2 separate regions of the Mus musculus genome follow, and region 1 is linked to region 2. A link is a contact called in public Micro-C data. All regions are on one chromosome and are shown on one strand. The core of a region is the stretch at or near the end of the contact, and the rest is flanking DNA. Distances in the headings are between cores, read along the strand shown.

The links. A called contact is a pair of places that touch in the nucleus more often than the background predicts.
Region 1: a Micro-C map of embryonic stem cells shows a contact between it and region 2, with 5 times the contacts expected there. The contact joins the promoter of Trank1 here to the promoter of Pth1r in region 2. A contact is called at or near these places in 3 of 39 promoter capture datasets (all in embryonic stem cells), 7 of 484 Hi-C or Micro-C datasets (all in embryonic stem cells), 1 of 115 datasets of contacts at active chromatin or transcription factors (embryonic stem cells) and 1 of 9 other capture datasets (liver).

What each region holds. Positions count from the first base shown.
Region 1 is chr9:111,310,278-111,313,378 of GRCm38.p6, reverse strand. It overlaps Trank1 (tetratricopeptide repeat and ankyrin repeat containing 1), which reads right to left and starts at 1,640. Exons shown (of 22, transcript NM_001164659.1): 1 at 1,128-1,640. The coding sequence starts at 1,537.
Region 2 is chr9:110,740,731-110,744,190 of GRCm38.p6, reverse strand. It overlaps Pth1r (parathyroid hormone 1 receptor), which reads left to right and starts at 1,581. Exons shown (of 14, transcript NM_001083936.1): 1 at 1,581-1,965. The coding sequence starts at 1,891. It overlaps Gm35775 (a long non-coding RNA gene), which reads left to right and starts at 2,389. Exons shown (of 2, transcript XR_379891.3): 1 at 2,389-3,460.

The sequences.
Region 1 (3,101 bases), core at 391-2,890, 570 kb before region 2:
GGGAGCAGAGACAACCAAGGGGGAGGCAAGTACAAAGTACAGTAATAGTCATGTCATCGTGAAACCCTTTATTTTGTAGAGATTTTCTTAAACAATTTTTTTAAGATACAAAAAGGGGGGGGGACGGAATTCGCCCTGCAATCCTACAAAAGAGCCCCGATAGAAAAACAGTTTTAAATATTCCTGCTCCCTCTACAAGAAGGTACTTTCTAGAAAGCACCAAAGAGGTTGTAGATGCCAGCAGTGTAATAGCCTTTCCTCAAAATCAAAAAGGTGCCTTGCACGGGAAAAGCTGAACACTGGGTAGCTGGGGATAAATCCGGGTGTAAGGGACCGCAGAGCCTCTGGCTTTCCACTCATCCTCTCTAGCTAAAGATGCAGTGATTGCGACAGTGCTAACTGAGCTGAAGCGGGTCCCCAGGCTGCAGAGCTCACGGACTCCCTTGCCCTCCTTTCTAAATTTTGCTTTTTCTTTTTTTCCAAGTTGCACATCTCCCTAAGAACTATCCCCAGGCAGCCTCTCTCTTGCCTGCCTCGGTGAAACGCCCCCAGCAGAGAGCAGAGTCCCCCCCAGCGGGGCCCGCGAGCCCTCCGCGGCGGGTTACAAGTGCGCAGAGCCCGCGAGTGCAAGAGTGCGGGGGTTGGGGGCCCGAGGACGAACCGGGCTGAGCCGGGCCGAGCAGCAGGCTGAACCCGCGCTCCTGAGCAAACCGCCCCGCGACTCGGGTCGGCGGCGGAGGGTGGGCCGCGGAGGCCGCAGGGATGGAGGACCGAGGCCTCCCCCTCCAGGGGGCAGCCCGCGCCCCGCGCTCCCCGCCGATGCCGCGCCGTCATCCCCGCGCGGCTCCGCACACCTCGAGCCAAGCTGTGCGGCGAGGCGCGTCCGCCGCGGTGTGGCCCGGAGGCCCCTCCGGGGGGTGGGGGAGGATGGGGGTGGGGGTCCCCGCAGGGAAAGCTCCGCCGGGCACCGCTGCCCGCCCGGGCCGTGTCGCCCCGCGCGCCTTCCCGCGCCAGGCCGCGGTCGAGGGAGGGAGAAGGGGGGAGGGCAGACAACCCCGCGGGGCCTCGGGGACTCGGGGCCCGCAAAGCCCCAGACGCCCCCCCCCCAACCCCCGCCAGCTACGCACCTTGCCGCGCGCGGGTCCCACATGGCCGGGACTCGCCGCCGCCGCCTCGGGATGCGCGCAGGTGACACCGAGGCCCCGCGTTCCGAGGCCGGGGCCAGGCGGAAAGCTGCTTCCCGCGGCTCGTGCGGGACCGGCTGCGGGAGCGCCGCGCAGGCCGAGTCCGTGCTCCCACGCGGCTGCGGGGGCCCGAGAGCCGTCACGTATCGCCTCGCGGCGGGAGACGAAGGTGTCGCCTTTGCTCCGAGGAGAGTGTCGCGTCCCGCACCGCCGCGCGGGAGAGGCCCGCGGCGTGGCGGCCCGGCCTCCGGGGCCGAAAGCTTCGCGCCGGGCGCGCGGGACCGCGGCGTGGGGCCCCGTCTCGAGCTGCGTCTCCTCGGAGGCCAGCGGCGGCCCGCGGTCGTGGAAGCCATGGCTCGGCGAGCTCGCGGCGGCGCGCTCCCCTCGGGTCGTCCCCTCAGACGCCGACGTCGCACTCACCGCGCGCCCGACGCGCCGTTCCTGGAGGTCGGGAGCAGACCGGGCAGCGAAGCTCCGAGCAGCGCGACGCTCGTCGCCTCCGTCATTTGCCGAGTTCCTGTCACGCGGGCGGGAACCGTCCAGGCGCCTGGCAGAAGGGCCGCGAAGTCGTGAGGGTGAGGCGAGGTGGCTCCGAAGCTCTCCTGAGCCGGGATGCGTGCTCGCCCCCCGCCGGGTGGTCCTCGCGACTGAGGGGACAGGAGTCACGTTCCCACCCTCCAGGGGCCCGGGACCCAATCAGAGGGCGCGGCCGCTGGCACGCTGCCTCCTGGTGGCTCATGGGCCTCCTGGGCCAGAGCCCAGGGCGCGTCGAACAGCGGAAGACAGGAGCCGGCCGGGGGAGGCGGAGGGACGAGGCCAGGAACACCGCGGTCCTTCCCAGCTCCTCCAGGGGAGTCGGAACCAGTCAGCCCTGACCAGCAGCCTCCTTCTGGCCTTCTCTCAATTCGACCCCCATGCCACCACACACGCACTCACGCACACACACAAATGTGAGGCGCCATTCCCCCTCAAAACCCTTGGGTGGCACCCCACTGCCTAGGGCTGAGCCTTTAGGCTCCTCAGTGTTAGCCTAGGGTCCCGGACACAGTGCTCCCACAAACGCTTGAACTCCAGTCATACCCCCACCCTGGTGGGATTTTTAAAACGCTGGTGGATGCCTTTGCTTCTGATTTCTTATGGCATATATCTCCAGGGTGCAATTTTTAAAGCTTTCCAAGACATTGTATCAAGTAGTAGAATTTGAAAGGCTTGCTGTCATGAGACATTGCTAGACCTTTCATTTTAAAGAGATTTTATAAAACCTTCTCAGCTCTAACATGTTTGGTACACCACCAGCAACAGCACCACCACCACCACCACAGCCTCATCATTTCCACTTCCAAAAGGCCTAGTGGGTTTCCTACGTCAGAGTAAGGCTAGTGGGTTTCTTATGTCAGAATAAGGCAAGAGATTGTGGAGGCAGTACAAGAATAAAATGTGCATCTGTGCTTTTCTGTCCATTTCCATAGCATTGACCTCTAATGTGGACTATACTCTTCAAAATCATCACATAAGTAGATCTTGCTTTTCAAAATCACTTCAACTATTATCAAAATGAGGTGTTGGTGCTGTTAAAAAAAAAAAAAAGCAATCCCCTGCTGCCCTCCTATCTAACAACCCTTTGAGTCTTTCCATGCTTATTTAATTGCTCTGTTCATGTCTGTAAACGTGTTTGGTTGCTACTTGGAATACTTCTTCCCAGTTTCATACACTATCCCTATCTGGTAAATACTTTGAGGCTGCGTACCAAAAGACCTTTATATTTGGTATTCTAGTTTATCTGGGTATAAAATTCAGGCTCAGAAATCATTCACTCCAGTGACTTGTAGCTTTGAGAATTGTTGAAACTGCTAGAAACATTCTGTTATTGACCTCTTTTATTGTTTGTTTTCCTTTATTCTGGAAACCTAAAGAAAT
Region 2 (3,460 bases), core at 332-2,831:
AGGACCAGTCTAGGGCGGGGCAGGACTCGAGGGCGTTGGCTGCATAGCCTGGTTCTAGCTGGAGGCGGAGCAGCTTCCCCAGGGTCCCCACATAGCCAGACCAGGAACCCCATGGGTACACGGGCAGCGCCGCGGCCCACGGCGCGAGAAATACCAGGAGGCTTCCCCAGTGGCTCCTCTCGTGTGGCCGCCCGCTCATCAGCAAGGGCCGGAAGATCGGGGTAGTGGGTGGGTGGTCTGTGCTTTCCCAAAGGAAAGAATAAAGCAAAAGCGAGACAACGTCCCAGCCACGGTTCTCAGGTCCCGATGTCAGAGCTCCCTAGACTGCGTCCCCGCAACACTTATCCTTCTGCTGAAAGACCCGGGGCAGGGTCTCTGGAGAGATGTCCCGGGATGGGGGACAGCGGGCTCGGCTCTGTCCTGCACACACCCGCCTGAGAGGCAGTGGCGGGGGCAGGGGCGGAGGAGGCCCGGGGAGGGCGCGGAGGGGGGGGGGAAGAGGCTCCGGGCCGTGGGGGGAGGGGAGCAGCAGACGCCGAGGCGAGGGACGCGCAAGGCGGGCGGCGTCTCGGAGCAGCGGCCGGGCGGGGGGCTCTGGAGGCCAGGCAGGCCAGGGGGGGATCCCGAGAGCTCCATGAAGTCCCCCCGGGGCTGCGGACGGGGCGCTGGCTTGGGGAGGCTGTCGGGGGGGCCCCGACATTCATGGCAAGGCGGGGGCCGCGGCGGCGAGCTCGGAGTAAGTCGGGGCTTGGGGGATGGGGGTGGGGGGTCGGGCGCGCGGGGCGCGGGAGGCCGGAGTCGGGCAGGAGGGGACTCGGGGCCCGGCCAGGGCGGGCCCGGCTGCCCCGTCTCCGTGTCAGTCTGCGGCGCCTCCTCGGAGCCCTGTGGAGTCGCCAGCCCCGCTGCCGCTCAGTTCGGTGGCTTTTTTGGAAACTTGCAAATGTTTTCGTAGAGGAGGGGAGGGGGGAGCGAGGGAGTGACCGAAACCGAGCTTGGGGCCGTTGGAATAGCAGAGGCCAAAGCCGGGGAGCGCGGGGAGGGTGGGTGGTGGGTGGACGGTAGCAAAGGACCGACTGACAAGCAGACAGGCAGCCTCAGCGTCGGGGCAGCAGAAACGCCCGTGCCGCTCGGGCGCACGCAGCGCGGGTTCGGAAGATGGGAAATGGGGTGCAGGGGGTGAGCAACAAGGTCACGGGGGTCCAGACTGAGACGGGGAGCCGGCCACGATGCCGCGGGAGAGCCGGGAGCTGGCGGCAGAAACGCCGAAGGGCTCAGTGTGGTTGCAAAAGTCAGGATGGCATCCCCTAGTTGCACGCCCCGCGCAACTCAAAACGCGCCCCCTGCCCCGCCCCGACTCCCCTGTTGCCCACTGCCGCGGAGCTAAAAATAACAGCCTGGTCGCCCCCCGCAGACCGCGACCCCGACCCCTCCCCCGCCCCTCCCCCACTGGGCGTGGAGCGAAGCCACGGCTCCCAGTTCCCCCAAAGAGGGGGGAGAAAAAAGACAGAGAGAAAGAAAGAAAGAAAAGGCGGCGCGGGAGGGGAGCGGGGGGCGGGCCGGGGGCGGGGGGCCCAGCCATATGGATGTGATTTCTCCGCTCCGAGGCAGACAGGCCGCTCAGCAGCGCTCGGCGCCCGCCCGCCGCCCGCCCGGCCTCAGGCTGCCTCCCTCCCTCCGCCCTCCCTCTCTCCATTGCGCCGGTTCGTTCTCTCGCTCGCCCTCGGCGAATGGGCCCCGCGTCGGGCTCCGGGGCCTCCGGCCGCCCGGACGCCGGGGTCCCCTAGGCCGGGGCGTGGGCGGGGCGGCCCGGCCTGACGCAGCTCTGCACCCTCCAACCATCACCAGGGCCGGCGGCGGCTGCCCCGAGGGACGCGGCCCTAGGCGGTGGCGATGGGGACCGCCCGGATCGCACCCAGCCTGGCGCTCCTTCTCTGCTGCCCAGTGCTCAGCTCCGCATATGCGCTGGTAAGTCTCTCTCCGTCCACACTCCAACACAGGACTCCTGGAATTGCTTTGGGGTTCCTGGGACGAGTGTAGGCACAAATTCTTGGGCTCTCCTTATAGTCTGAACTTTGGGATGGGACCTCCGAGCCCCCACCCCCCCAGCCATGAACCAGGAACCCTGGTGTCTGCTCTGTTTGGGGTGTCTTACCGTAGGTTCCAGATGCCTGAAGTTTCCCCACTTCTGAAGACTTGGCTTGGGGTCCTGGGTCTGGAAACCTGTGGTTGGAGTTCCCCTACACCATGCTTCTGTGAGCATATGGCTCTGGTCGTATGTATCTTTTTCAGTGGTAACTGTGCGATTCAGCGGGTTCTGGGTGTGGAGTATCACACACTGCGCTGGGGGCGGGGGGAGCTCCGTTTTTGCAAGTTTTGTTTGCACCCGGTGCTCAAAGCTGTGTGCAAGAAGTCAGAAATCACTTAGACTTGAGGGTAGGATTTAGAGCCCTCCTCAGTTCTCTGGATCCTACAGATGCACAGATGTATGCATGAATGGGACCGCTTTACCCAAAGTGGAAATCGGTTTGCCCAGGGAGGTGGGTGTGGTACAGAGGTCTTCCAAAAGACACTGATCTCATAGCACACCTTGCAGAAGATATGTGCTGTGGGACATGAGTGTGCTGATCTTTGGGGGGTACTGTGCGTGGTCTGAGGGTGAATACCAAGAAACAGACTAGTGGAGAGGGCCAGACAGACAAAGAAAGGGGTTAGGATGAGAGCTCTGGACCCCAGCGGAAAGAGACTCAGAACAGAAGACAACTAGAAAGCTGGAACTCGACCTCATCTTGGGCTAGGGTCTGTTAGCCATTTCTCAGAGAGGGGAGATTTTCTGTCCTCTCATTCCCTTAGTGGTCCCATCCCAAGTGCCTAACCTATTCTTGAATCAGTTTTTGTGCCTGACTTTGAGGTCTTGTTGCCCCCCACCCCGTACTCCACCCCTGACCAAGGTCTAGAGAGACAGAGCAAGTAGCTTCCTTCATAGGACAGTCCGGAGGTGCTCCGGACACGGGGGAGAGAGCTATTTGCTGAACTTTCCTCAGTGACTTCTGTGTGTGTACACATATATGTGCATGTGTCTCACATTCGAGGACACAGGAGCTGTGGGGCTCCCCCAGCTCAGCCTACAGCTGTGTGACCTTCGACTCTCTTTCTGCACACCTCAGTTGCCCATCTGTGAACAGAGAGCACGAGAGAAACATTTGCCTGACACCCTAGCAGTTTGATGTCCTCCTCCTGTGCCCATAGCCTCGATTCTAGTCCAGCAAAGGACAATCAAAGCCAGAGACTGTTCAGGAGGTGCTCCGGACACGGGGGAGAGAGCTATTTGCTGAACTTCCCTCAGTGACTTCTGTGTGTGTACACATATATGTGCATGTGGCTGTTGGGTACAATATCCTTCCTCAGTGTGTGCCTGAATGTTTATCGGCACAAGGCTTTATGGGCATCTGAGTCAGTCCGT